Linked DNA regions of Pan troglodytes: region 2 is linked to region 1. Evidence: chromatin contacts called from public capture Hi-C data. All regions are on one chromosome and are shown on one strand. The core of a region is the stretch at or near the end of the contact, and the rest is flanking DNA. Distances in the headings are between cores, read along the strand shown.

Region 1 (6,216 bases), core at 2,558-5,057:
TATGTGGAAGTCTTGTATTATATACTAGAAATGGGCCTTGTAAGAATGACTTGTATCATATTGTCCACATCCTCATTGAGAATATTAAGAAGACAATGTTGAGAAGACTGACGCCCAGAGAAATGTCATTTGCCCAAGGCAAAATCAAATATTTTGGTGGCAGAGACTGCTTAGGAAACAACCGGTCCTTATCTCAAGTCTAACTCCCTTAACATTTGGGGGCATTTCATAATTTGATCTTGAGGTAATAGATATTAGATGTATTAACTTCTTTTTCCAGCCTTACATTACAAAGTCTTCAGAAACAGAAACCATATTTGCGTGGTTTGCTGTAAGTAATGCCTAGTATGGAGTCATGTAATGATTCTTTTAAATTTAAATTTAAATTATTGATTTTTGTATATACATAGTACGTATATTATGGGGTACATGAGATGTTTTGATACAGACATGCAACGTGAAACAAGCACATCGTGGAGAATGGGGTATCCATCCCTGAGTCCTGTAATGATCTTAATGCAGTCCTTCCCGCTTTCTCTGCAGGGACTTTTAGGAAGATGTAGGAAGGAATGATTTGCCCACTGTGGCTGCAGTTACCTCCATTAACTCTAGATGGCACTCATGCATTGATTGTGAAACCAGTCACTGATAATATTAACCGCCTGGTAGAAACCGACAAATTCTTCAGTCAAGGTGGTGAAAAGTTAAATATAGGTGGCTCCCAGGCATGGCTGGGTGAATAGATTGGTCAAAGGAGAAGTGGTGAAAACTGGGGACTGGCTGTAAACACATTTCATGATTACATACAAACCCCCTTTCCTTTCTGTTCATTCTCCCTCACAGCAGCCAAAGTGGGCAAACCAGAAAATGGACTGGCCAGCCTTACCAGTGTGCCTGTCTGACCAGCGGGCGACCTGGTCACTGCCCCAGAGGGTCAAGGGAAACCTATTCTCCTTGGCCACATTCCTTGAGATGGTGATCACAGAGGACACTCAGTTGCCACATCAGGACTTTGATATTCAGATGGAAAAGGCTTATATGTTGATTTGAGTTAGTAATTAGGGCTTTTAAATTGCTCTTGTCGACATAAACACATACACTATTATTATTCAGTACTTCTGGTTTAAAACTCTTGTTCCACTGAACACATTATTTGGGGGTACATTGATACTGTTTCTATGTGGCATTTCAGACACTGGTGAAGAACATGAGCTTTGGAGTCAGACTTGGGTTGCTGTCTGGGTTCCATCACCTACTAACTATTGTGTGGCCTTGGGCAGGTTAATTAACCTCTCTGCGCCTCAGAAAATATGGAGGTGATAATAAAACCTACTTCACAGAGTCGTTGTGAAGATTGAGATAATTCTGTGTAGTACTTACAGTGCCTGCCACTCTGTAAGTACTAAAAATACAATCAGCTGTTATTTTTATTACCATGTAATCTAAAGACATGAAAGTCACAGAGGACAATGATGATAATCGTTGTCCCCATCCTGTGTAGACATTTTATAGTCACTTTAGCTTGGGTTGTAAAGTGTTGGGAGCAAAATGAGAAGTAAAATTTAACAGTTCAGGTGAAAATAGCGTTTGAGAAGTAGGTAGATTTAATTGGGAGAAAATTGATTTATACCCAATATGCAGGCCCAACTACTAGAAAATGAAAAGCAGTCATCTTAATACCAATTGTTATCCACCTAGTTCCTTGGGTAGCTTTTACCACAAATTCATGATAGAATTTGTAGACAGGAACAAAAAACTACTTAGGATTAAAAGTAGGAAAAGAAACTACTTCCCATATTAAGGTCCTGTGACAATGCAAAGAGGTGGATTGGGACTCTGGCCTAGGGCAGCTGTCCAGGGTGGACACGGATGGCCATAGGAGTTGTGATGTGCAAAAGAAGGAACAAGGGAAGGAGGGATTGTGTGGGACAAATATATAAATCCAGCAGTGTGTGTTTGAAAACTCAAGGATGGCAGACCCGTTGCTTCTTTCACTAACCCGCTGCGCCTTGAGTCATTGTAGTTAGTGAATTGGGTGGCTGCGTGTCCATATGCCTCATTTGACTGGCATCGCTGCCTGGAGGAAGCTTAGGCCTGGAAAAAAGTGGAGACTCATGCTCTGGGTGCCTGCTGATTGTAGGCCCAGGTGAGAATAATGCAGGCAATTGAAGATTTTTTTTTTCTTGCTCTAATTTTCACCTGAGAGCTATGCCCACTCAGAGAGGGTTGGGGGAGAGTAGAACAGGAAAGAAACAGAAGACACTTTGGGTTTGGGCTCAGAAGATTCAGCTCACATCCAGCTTCTATCACTTACAAGTTGTGTGCTCATTCACAAGTTGCTGCTGCTCTCCAGGTTTCAGTTTTCTCATCTGTAAAATGGAAATAATAATTCTTATAGCATCCAAGGTTATGTAACAAGTATAAATTAGTGACAAATTGGAGTCTGTGGAGGTGTAACTTTGCTCATAACTCAGCTCAAATTGTTCACAAGCCCCCGTTTCACTTGGTAGTGTAGGGGAGGGAAATGTGGCTTGCCCCTCACCCTTCTAGGTTCCTTGGCTGGGCTATGAATTAAATTGACATAAGACAGATTAACAGGAGGAAAGCCATATTTAATTATATAAGTACACACGGGAGCCCCACAAAATATGAGACTCAAAGAAGGGTCAGATGACTGAAGCCTATATTGCATCCTGAGCTACAGAAAGGAATAGTGGGGCTAGGAGCCGGGCGTGGCGGCATACTCCTGTAATCTCAGCACTTTGGGAGGCCAGAGCGGATGGATTGCTTGAGGTCAGGAGTTTGAGACCAGCCTGGTCACCATGGCGAAACACCATCTCCACTAAAAATGCAGAGATTGGCCAGACATGGTGGCACACACCTATAATCCCAGCTACTCAGGAGGCTGAAGTGGGAGAATCACTTAAACCCGGGAGGCAGAGGTTGCAGTGAGCCAAGATCACCACACTGCACTCCGGCCTGGGCAACAGAGCAAGACTCCCTCTCAAAGAAAAAAAAGGGAGGCTTCTAGGGGTGGTAGCGACACAAGTTATGGGAGGGTGAGTCGGGGAATTGTATGGTGAATAAAGTAACCTTGTTAGGCAGATAAAAAGTCTGTTGAGTAATACAAGTTGCTTCTGAGCAGCCCTTGGGAGCGGAGGTGATTGGACTGGGATCAACCTCCAAGCTCCACTCCTGTGATCCCAGTTAATCTTCCCATGTTGAGAAGATTCCCAGGGAGCAGATTCATGACAATTGAGTTTGTTTTGCAGGATCCGTCTTTAGGCGGATAAGGAAGGCTTTCCCTGCCTGCATCTGCTGCTCCCCAAGTGCCTTCAGTTCTAAGTAATCAGCACACCAAAGTGGCATATTTTGGGGTGGCATTTCCTGAACTCCTTCAGTGGACATGATTTGCATTAACACTTGGTAGACAGAGGCATGGGGGCTGGGAGAGGGGTGATATTTTATTTTCTAGTCAGTTAAAGCTAGTCCTTTCTGGTTTAGATGTCACTTCTGAACTAGGCCTGTTTTGGAAAACTGCCCTCTCTCCCAGAGTTCCTCCCTCCTTCTCCAGGTCCCTTCTCTTCCCCTTTCTCAGTCTGTTCTCCTGGGTAGGTCAGGGTGGAGGAGGAAGCATACATAGCGTTTTGGTCCTGAGGAAAGAGGGTGTGCTCCCCATTGTTCTTCTCTGCTGGTTCGTGCTGACCAGTGGAGCTGCACTTCGCATTGCCTGGTCTCTGGGACCTATGTCCTCGCTGCATCTGCTCCAGTCACAGGGAGGCGACTCTTGGTTTGTTTGGCAGCACACCATTGAGGGTTGGTGGACTCCAGCCTTCCCGCAGGACCCTCCTTACTAGCTCAAGCTCAAGCTCCACCATGGTCTTCATGAGTGCAGCTGATGCTCACAGGCTCCCCTGCATCCCTGCCAGGCTCCCAGCTCTGGCCATCCACCTCATGCCTAACCACCTCCTGTAGCCACATACTGGCTTTGTGGCTGCTGTGCCAGCTCCTTTCTCTGCTGGACTTGCCACAGCGCTGCATCTCCTCTCCTGCAGCTGTCCTGTGTTGCTGGGGTCACTCTGCAAGGTGATCTCCCAGCTCCCATTTTCCCATTTGGGAAGGAGGACCCAAGTCCCTGTGGCTTTGGGTTCCCAAAACTCTCTGTAGTTTTCTATTCCCACCCCCAGGTGGTTCTACCCTGGGCTGGGTATGGGGGAGACTGCATGAGGTGAAGGAAGAAGTTCCACACTGGAAACTTTAGTCCCTCCGTGCCAGTCTCCCCTCCTCCCTCAGCTCTCAAAGGGATTAACCCTTGTCATGGCTGAAATTGTGGCTCCCCTCCACCAAAAAAAAAAAGAAAAATTCATATGTTAAAGCCCTAACCCCAAGGTGATGGTATTTGGAGATGGGGCCTTTAGGAGGTAAATTTATTATTTATTATTTATATTTTTTTGAGACGGAGTTTTGCTCTTGTCGCTCAGGCTGGAGTGCAGTAGCGCGATCTCTGCTCACTACAGCCTCCACCTCCTGGGTTCAAGTGATTCTCATGCCTCAGCCTCCCACGTAGCTGGGATTACAGGTGCCGCCACCACACCCAGCTGATTTTTGTATTTTTAGTAGAGAAGGGGTTTCACCTTGTTGGCCAGGCTGATCTTGAACTCCTGACCTCAGGTGATCTGCCTGCCTTGGCCTCCCAAAGTCCTGGGATTACAGGCATGAGCCACCTCACCTGGCCAGGAGGCAGTTAAATTTAGATGAGGTCATGAGGATAGGGCCCCTGTGATGAAATTGGTGCTCTTATAAGAAAAGACACCAGAAAGTTTATCTCTGTCTCTACTCATAACCACTGAGGAAAGGCCATGTGAGGACACAGCGAGAAGGTGGCTATCTGCAAGCCAGAAAGAGAGCCTCACGAGAGCCCAAGCCTTCTGGACCTTGATCTGGGACTTCCAGCCTCTAGGACTGTGAGAAAATCAGCTTCTGTGATTTAGCCACCCAACCTATGGTGTTCTTTTATGGAAACCTGAGCAGACTAAGACCGCCCTTTCCCCTGTGGCAAGACATTGCCTCATGCCGTAGCTCTCCTCTTCTCTACCATGTAGCTTACAGGCCAAGCCCTTTCAGAATTCAAAACTTAAACTCTTTGATCTGAAGTACCCACTTCTTACAAATTCAAAGTGTTTTGCTGTCAGACCCTTCTGTCTGAAATGGGCTTCAGGAACTGATCTGTCATCTCCTCTGTCCTTGGATGCCTCACTGTGAGGGCCATGGAGCAACACAGTGTCACCTGCCACAAGCGAATAATACACTGGATAATAATTGGAAATCATATTTGGCGACAGGAGCAGATGTGAAATTATTTAGTACTATGCCTGTAAACAATTGGTACTTGGCGACTTAGATTTTGACATTGAGTAACAACTGTGAATTTCAGTGTCCAAAAAACAAAGTTGAATTACACTACAACAATGGTTGTCTGCTGGTTGGTGGCTTTGTTCCCTGGAGGTATTGTATCCAGACACTGAGGGATGTGGGTATGTGCAGTTTTAAAGATTTTCTGATGAGATTTAATGAATAGGTACATGTAAAAAATGGATTGTGATGGTCATTGCCTTCTTGTGTTGTGACCATCATAACCGCCTGCTGGCAGCTTCCACAGATGAGACACTCCAGGCATCTCTTCCAGGCATGGGAGCATTGCAAATGAACCTGGTTTCTATGGCGGGGGCATGCTCTTTAGAGTGAAAGAATTGCATGGAAAATAACTCAAATGTACATTTAAAACCACTCTTTCAGCTGGGCACAGTGTCTCACACCTGTAATCCCTGCACTTTGGGAGGCCAAGGCAGATGGATCACTTGAGGTCAGGAGTTTGAGACCAGCCTGGTCAACATGGCAAAACCCAACCTCTACTAAAAATATAAAAATTAGCCAGGTGTGGTGATGCATGCCTGTAATTCCAGCGACTTGGGAGGCTGAGGCAGGAGAATCGCTTGAACCCAGGAGGTGGAGGTTGCAGTGAGCAGAGATAGCACCACTGCACTCCAGCCTAGGTGATAGAGTGAGACTCCATCTCAAACAAAACAAAAACAAAAAGAAACCCCACTCTTTCCTCTCTTGCACCTCTAGGAAAGAATTTTTTTCTTTTTAAAGGTAATAAACCTTAATACTTAAGTTAAACAAGGCATTTTCTGTATGTTGATGTAACTGGATAGC
Region 2 (6,216 bases), core at 1,090-3,589, 350 kb after region 1:
GGTCCTGCCAAGGAGACAAGCATCCCATGATCTTCAGCCAGAAATTCCCCTGGGCCACATGAAATCAAACTATCCATGTCTGTTTTGTAAGTGGCTTTGAAGTTGAGACATTGTGGACATATTTCCACGTAAATGAATATAGGAACACCACCAGCTGCAATGGCTGCATGGGATTCCACTGTACAGAGGGAGTAGAACTTATTTAGCCAGTTGTCCAGAAAATTGCTGCAGGGTACATCCATATAATTAAATCTTTGTAAAATTTTCCAAGGGATAGTTTCCTGGAGTGTGGATGGCTGAGACCTCAGCTCCAGGGCCTGTGCACTCCCCACTAGCTATGCTTCAAAGGTGAAGACACTTGGGGGTGGGGGGCAGGAATTCGGGGGGTGGGCAGGAATTTGTGGGGGTGGGTGACTGTTTAAGAAATAAATCCTGGGCCAGGCATGGTGACAGCACTTTGGGAAGCTGAGGCAGAAGGATCACTTGAACCCAGGAGTTCGAGACCAGCCTGGGCAAGATAGGGAGACCCCATCTCTATGAAAAACTAAAAAGTTAGCCAGGCATGGTGGTGTGCACCTGTAGTCCCAGCTACTTGGAAGGCTGAGGCGAGAGGATCTCTTGAGCCCAGGAGATTGAGGCTGCAGTGAGCTGTGATCTCGCCACTGAACTCCAGTTTATGTGACAGAGCAAGACCCTGTCTCAAAAAGAGAAAGAGAGAAAAAAAGAAAAGAAGGAAAAGGAAGGAAGGAAGGAAAGAAAGAAAGAAAAAATAAATCCTGGGGCCAGGTGCAGTGGCTCACGCCTGTAATCCCAGCACTTTGGGAGGCCGAGGTGGGTGGATCACCTGAGGTCAGAAGTTCAAGACCAGCCTGGCCAAGATGTTGAAACCCCATCTCTACTAAAAATACAAAAATTAGCCGGGCATAGTGGCGGGCACCTATAATCCCAGCTTCTCGGGACGCTGAGGCAGGAGAATTGCTTGAACCCAGGAGGCAGAGGTTGCAGTGAGCCAAGATCACACCACTGCACTTCCAGCCTGGGCGACAGAGCAAGACTCCGTCTCAAAAAAACTAAAATAAAATAAGGAAAAAAGAAATCCTGGAAGATTTGTTCCCGGCACCCAGTATTGTGGCTGAGACATGCCCCAGACAAGAAGCCCAGAGAGCCGCTCCCCCTAGAGAGGCTAGGACAGAGGATTCCTTGCCAGGGCCCTGAGGATGCAGAGGGAGGTCAGTCCTGCTGCCTCTATCACGCCTTCTTATTCCACCCCCACCCGGCCCAGACCTCCTTGGAGTCAGAGGAAGTTGCTGACCTGTCCCCTGGGGGAATAATTGTATTAGTGATAAGGTGGCCTCTGGCAGCTTAGTCAGCAGATTCAGGGCTTTGGGCTGAGTAATCCTTTGGCGTCTGCCCCAGCAGCTGGTGATCACAGATCGGGGAGACCCCCCAACCCCCAGGCCCTGCTGGGCTTTGGCTTCCTTTCCCCCAGCACAGTGCATAGGGCACAGCTCTGGCTGGCCTGACCTGCCAAAGAACCCAGGGCCAGGCTCAGAGGGGATTTTGGCTGGCATCCACGTGATGGAGTGACAGAATACAGTCAAAATCAACAGCGTAAAAATGGGCCGGTCAAACACTGCAGGGGGCTTTCATTTAGATGGGACTGGGTTTCTTGTGTGGCCTGGCTTGTTTTGTTTTTGCCATTTTAGGTAATACATACCCACTACAGAATACAGGGAAATATAGACAAGGTTGAAAACAGATTCTCTGTCCATTAAATGCCTTGGGATCCTCATCCCCAGCTAACCCGAAACTCTAAGCCTGTTCCCTGGAATCTTCCATCTGGATGGAGGAGAGAAAGTTGACCTGGAGTGAGGTTCAACATAAGGACAAGATCTGCACCCGGACAAGCTCTCTCTCGGAGAGCACAGGCGGCCTGAGGAGTCAAAACAGGTGGCCTGTGGAGTCAGCACAGGCAGCCTGGAGGAGGTGAGCCCTGCACAGGCCTTCAGGGATGGGAAGGGTCTGGGCAGAAGGAGCAGGAGGGCCAAAGCCAGCCTGGCTCAGCGGCCTCCCCTGCGCCTGCTGCCCCTGAGAGAAGGAAGCGCTCTCCTCCAATAGCCCTGCCCCCGCTTCCTCCCTTCCATCTGCCCTTTCCCCTTCAGTTCACCTCCTTTAATTCCACCACAACCGCCCAATGGGACACCATCCTACTCATTCCAGAGAGCATGAAACTGAGAGGCTGAATAACTTCCCCAAGCCCACACAGCCAGGCTCTGAGAGGAGGGGTGCTGGCCCAAGCCTGCCCTTAAGCCCGGGCCCGCTGCAGGCCGGAGCAGCCCCTTCTCTCCTGCCGGCTGCCTCCCCATCAAGCCTGCAGGTGTCTCTCCAGAGATGCTGGGCATGGGGCAGGGTTTGAAGTACACCCACCTCCACCTCTCTTCCTGGCTCTTTCTCCTCTGTAGCTCCCATTTTAAAAGGAACTGCATTCCTAAAATATTTTTCTTTAAATATCTAAATTCGTTGGGGAAAAAAATCTTTCCTTAATGTTACCCTCCCTGCCACCCCTCAGCCCCGTCTCCTTCCCTCACAGCCACGCTCCCTCCCCACAACTAGGCCTTCTGAATCATGCTCCCTCCCAGGGCACCAGCTCCTCCGGCTGCTGCTGAAACCCAAGGAGGCAGCTGCCCCTCCTGGGAGGGTGTCCTGGTGCAAAGCTGAGTGCGGTGCCAAGCACAGTTTGAAATCCTCATCTGCATCCCCAGCCTCCTCCACCACTCACTAGCTGTGTGGCCTGAAGCAAATTACTTAACTTCTCTGACTCTGTTTTTCCTCACCCATGAGTTGAAGCTAGTAAGGACAGCTCCTTTACAGGGCTGCTGTGAGGTTTGAAGGATCTGTGTAAGAACTTGGCATGCTTCCTTTCTGCATGACACGGAACACTTGCATGGTGACACCACCATTGCTGATTCCTCCCCGTCCCTGGCTCCCGCGACAGCGCAGCGCTGTCCTGAGTTTCCATCTTGTCTCTGATGTGCCTTTCTCATCAGCTTGTCCTTGGCTCCAGCCACCAGAGTCTGAGACCCTTGAGCTCAGCCTTAGGCATTTTCAAAGCTGCACACATTTGCTCCAGGCGGCCCCCAAGTCCTGGGGTTACTACCTCTGTGCAGATAAATTGGGGGTGGTTTGGTCTGGGGCATGTGGAGCTGGACTCCACGGTGGAACTGATATGAAGTGGCCGTGGAAGCCTGAGTGTGTGTGAAACTGCCCGAGGAGAGAGCGGGAAGGGCTGCTGGGACCAGCCTCTGGGTACATGGAGGTGATGACAAGTTCAAGGCAAAGACACGTGTTCCAGAAGAGATGGGAAAGAGCGGCTTCAGGAAGGAGGGAGTGGCCAGTCAAATTCATGGAGGATGGCCTCAGCTTCAGTCTTAGGTGGAGCTGGAGACCTTGTCCTGAGGGGCTTTTTGGCAGAGGAGGCAGGGAGGGGTGAGGACGGAGGAGAGGAGAACAGGTGAGAGCACCCAGCCCGGTGGCCTCGATCTTCTGAGGCCCCAGAAAGCGGATTACCCTGCAAAGCCCCTCGAGCTGACTTCCCAAATCCCTAATTGTGCTTCTCTGTCACAGGGAGGGTTAACCCCACTTACATAAGGGCCAGGCCCCGCCCCCTGTCCCCTTAACTCCATGATCCTTCTGGAAGCTTCACGCTCTGCCCGCTTCCCCTTGGGGTCTAAGGCTGGACCAACCCCACCCCAGCTCATCCTGAGGTGAGCTGTGCTCTGCTGGGGACAAGTGGTCCCCTCCAGGACAACATGGGCTTTCAGCTCTGTCCCGGGCAGGGAGGGGGCTGGCAAGTGGGCCTGGGGGTGGAGGAGCAGGCAAGAAAAGGCTGCTGAGTGTGACCTTCTCAGTAACCCCAAGAATATAACAATATCAACTGCACACACCATTTATTAGGTTCTTACTGAGTACCAGGCGCTGAAACACATTTCCTGAACCATTGTCTTTAGTTCCCCAACTACACCATAGGACAGGTGCTCTTCTCATCCTGTTTTACAGGTGAGGAACTGAAGTTTGGACAGATTGAGTCACTTTCTCAGGGACACATGGCTGGCCGGTGATGGAGAAGGTATTTGAACCTGGGTCTGCCTCTGCTCTCTCCACACTCCCTGCGGGGGCCCGGGGCTTACTATAAGGCAAGGATGTAAGACAAGTTCCTCCTTCCCTCTCCTTCCCACAGGAGCAGAGGCATCGCTGGGCTGGAGGTGGGAAGGATGGACCTGGGAGCAGCGCAGGGGCTGGTGTGGCAAGAGGCCGGCGGAGCTGTGAGGCCGAGTTCGGGGGGAAGGGGAGGGCTCCTGAGAGCCCGTGGCCAGGCTCAAGGTGGCTGTGTCCTCACTGGCTCTAGTCCTGCAGGCCTGGCTCTCCAGAGGAGCCTGCCAGCTCCTCTTCTGCCCCCTCACAGGCCTGAAGGAGACCCTCCAGATGGGGATCCAGGCCTCTTTCCTCCAGGCCAGCCTCAGACCCCATGGGGGACGGTTCTGGGAACGTCCTCTGTGCCAGGTGTCTGGGGACTGCTAGCCTTCTGGGGGGGCTGGATCCTCAAATCGTGAGCCCCAAGCAGTCCCTTTCCAAGGGATTGGAGTGAGAACCTTGTGGGGCAGAGCCAGATCTACCTAGGACCCAAGGGGAGTGTCTCAGGCAGGACCCCCACAGGCACAGACACACACACTGGCACACACTTGCCTTCGGATGTGTGCCAAGCAGCTCAAAAGGATTTAAAGTCCAGCCAGGCGGGGTGGCTCACACCTGTAATCCCAGCACTTTGGGAGGCTGAGGCGGGCAGATCACTTGAGGTCATGAGTTCGAGACCAGCCTGGCCAACATGGCAAAACCCCATCTCTACTACAAATACAAAAAAAATTAGCCGAGCGTGGTGGCAGGTGCCTGTAATCCCACCTGATTGGGAGGCTGAGGCAGGATAATCGCTTGAACCCAGGAGGCAGAGGCTGCAGTGAGCCGAGACCATGCTACTGCACTCCAGCCTGGGTGGCACAGCGAGACTCCGTATCAAAACAAAGAAAAAGATTTAAAGTCCTTGGGAGAGGTGGAGTCCACACCTCTCTTCAAGATGTGGCATGAAGTGGAGAACAGCTGAGCACACAGGGCAGGAGGGCCCCGGGGGACCTTGGGCAGCCCGGGAACCAGCATGGGGTAGCAGGACTGACCGGCTCCCGGGGCACCTTGGTAATGCTGCAGGTGTGGCCAGTTGATCCCCTGTGGAGACAGTAAAGATTAAGAGGATCATAAACTGCGTCCAGCGGCTGCCCCGGGAGAAATCTCCTCAAGCCAGAGCCTGTGCTGTGAGGGGCTTCGGGACCTTGGGGCAGCTCCTGAGTTCAGACAGAGTTCAGGCAGGGAGACAGGGGCACAGAGAGACAGAGGTTCATGGACTGAGGCAAAGGCTGGGCCCGGCTCAGCAACCCAGGCCTCCCGCAGGCAGGCAGAGGCTGCCCTGTAACCCACGCAGACCAGACCAACAGCTCTGATGAGCTCCACAGTGGCTGCAGCTGCGCCTGCAGCTGGGGCTGCCTCCAGGAAGGAGTCTCCAGGCAGATGGGGCCTGGGGGAGGATCCCACAGGTATGGCTTCTCCTGGAGGTAGGGTTGGGTCTGGGCCCTTGGGGAGCAGGGTAAGGGCCAGAGGTTCGCAGGGACCATGGAAGGAGCCAGAACAACTCAGACCCAGCCCCGCCGGCTGTGGGCAAGGGTGGGGTAGCCTGCGGGTAAACCCAGAATCGTAGAAACACGGTGGGGCGGGGATGGGGGTTGGGGGCGGGCAGGCTGCAGAGCCAGGACAGGACAGCCCAGCCGATGGGGAAGGAAAGAACAGAGAAGCGCCCTTAGGGCTTAACAGCATAGAGGTCCCTAGTGGTGTTGACAAGAATGTTTCTGTGGGATGATGGAGCCTGAAGCCACCCCCAGAGAAGGGATGGGAGCTGGGAAAGTGGAGCTAGGGCTCGGACTCTTGCTGAAAATTGGCCATTGAGGGAGGAGAGAGGGCAAGGAATGGGGGTGGGGGCTGGGGTGTGGATGCACAGTGAGGGAGACATTTCTCCGGATGGAAGAGTCACGCGTGGGTTCGTTCAAATGCGGGTGAGCGGGGCCTGAGGACTGGGAAAGGGACCGGAGGGAAGGAGGGGAGCGTGCAGCCCTGCCC

Evidence for each region. Capture Hi-C pulls out chosen DNA fragments and counts their contacts.
Region 2: a contact with region 1 is called in a capture Hi-C map of stem cell-derived neural stem cells, with 5 times the contacts expected there. The contact joins two enhancer-like sites. A contact is called at or near these places in 3 of 7 Hi-C or Micro-C datasets (blood, induced pluripotent stem cells and stem cell-derived neural progenitor cells) and 1 of 1 other capture datasets (stem cell-derived neural stem cells).

What each region holds. Positions count from the first base shown.
Region 1 is chr16:63,448,889-63,455,104 of NHGRI_mPanTro3-v2.0_pri, forward strand. The region is part of intron 7 of THSD4 (thrombospondin type 1 domain containing 4); the gene reads left to right. Among named protein-coding and RNA genes, the nearest start is that of NR2E3, 330 kb to the right of the region's middle. Within about 2 kb of position 3,808, at least 1 of the 24 cell types and tissues checked has an H3K27ac peak or open chromatin away from gene starts, as enhancers often do. A contact at or near this core is called in stem cell-derived neural stem cells, where this site is marked.
Region 2 is chr16:63,805,087-63,811,302 of NHGRI_mPanTro3-v2.0_pri, forward strand. It overlaps NR2E3 (nuclear receptor subfamily 2 group E member 3), which reads left to right. Exons shown (of 13, transcript XM_016927697.3): 4 at 1,800-1,986; 5 at 4,057-4,126; 6 at 4,238-5,639. The coding sequence starts at 5,546. Among named protein-coding and RNA genes, the nearest start is that of NR2E3, 22 kb to the left of the region's middle. Within about 2 kb of position 2,340, at least 2 of the 24 cell types and tissues checked have an H3K27ac peak or open chromatin away from gene starts, as enhancers often do. A contact at or near this core is called in stem cell-derived neural stem cells, where this site is marked.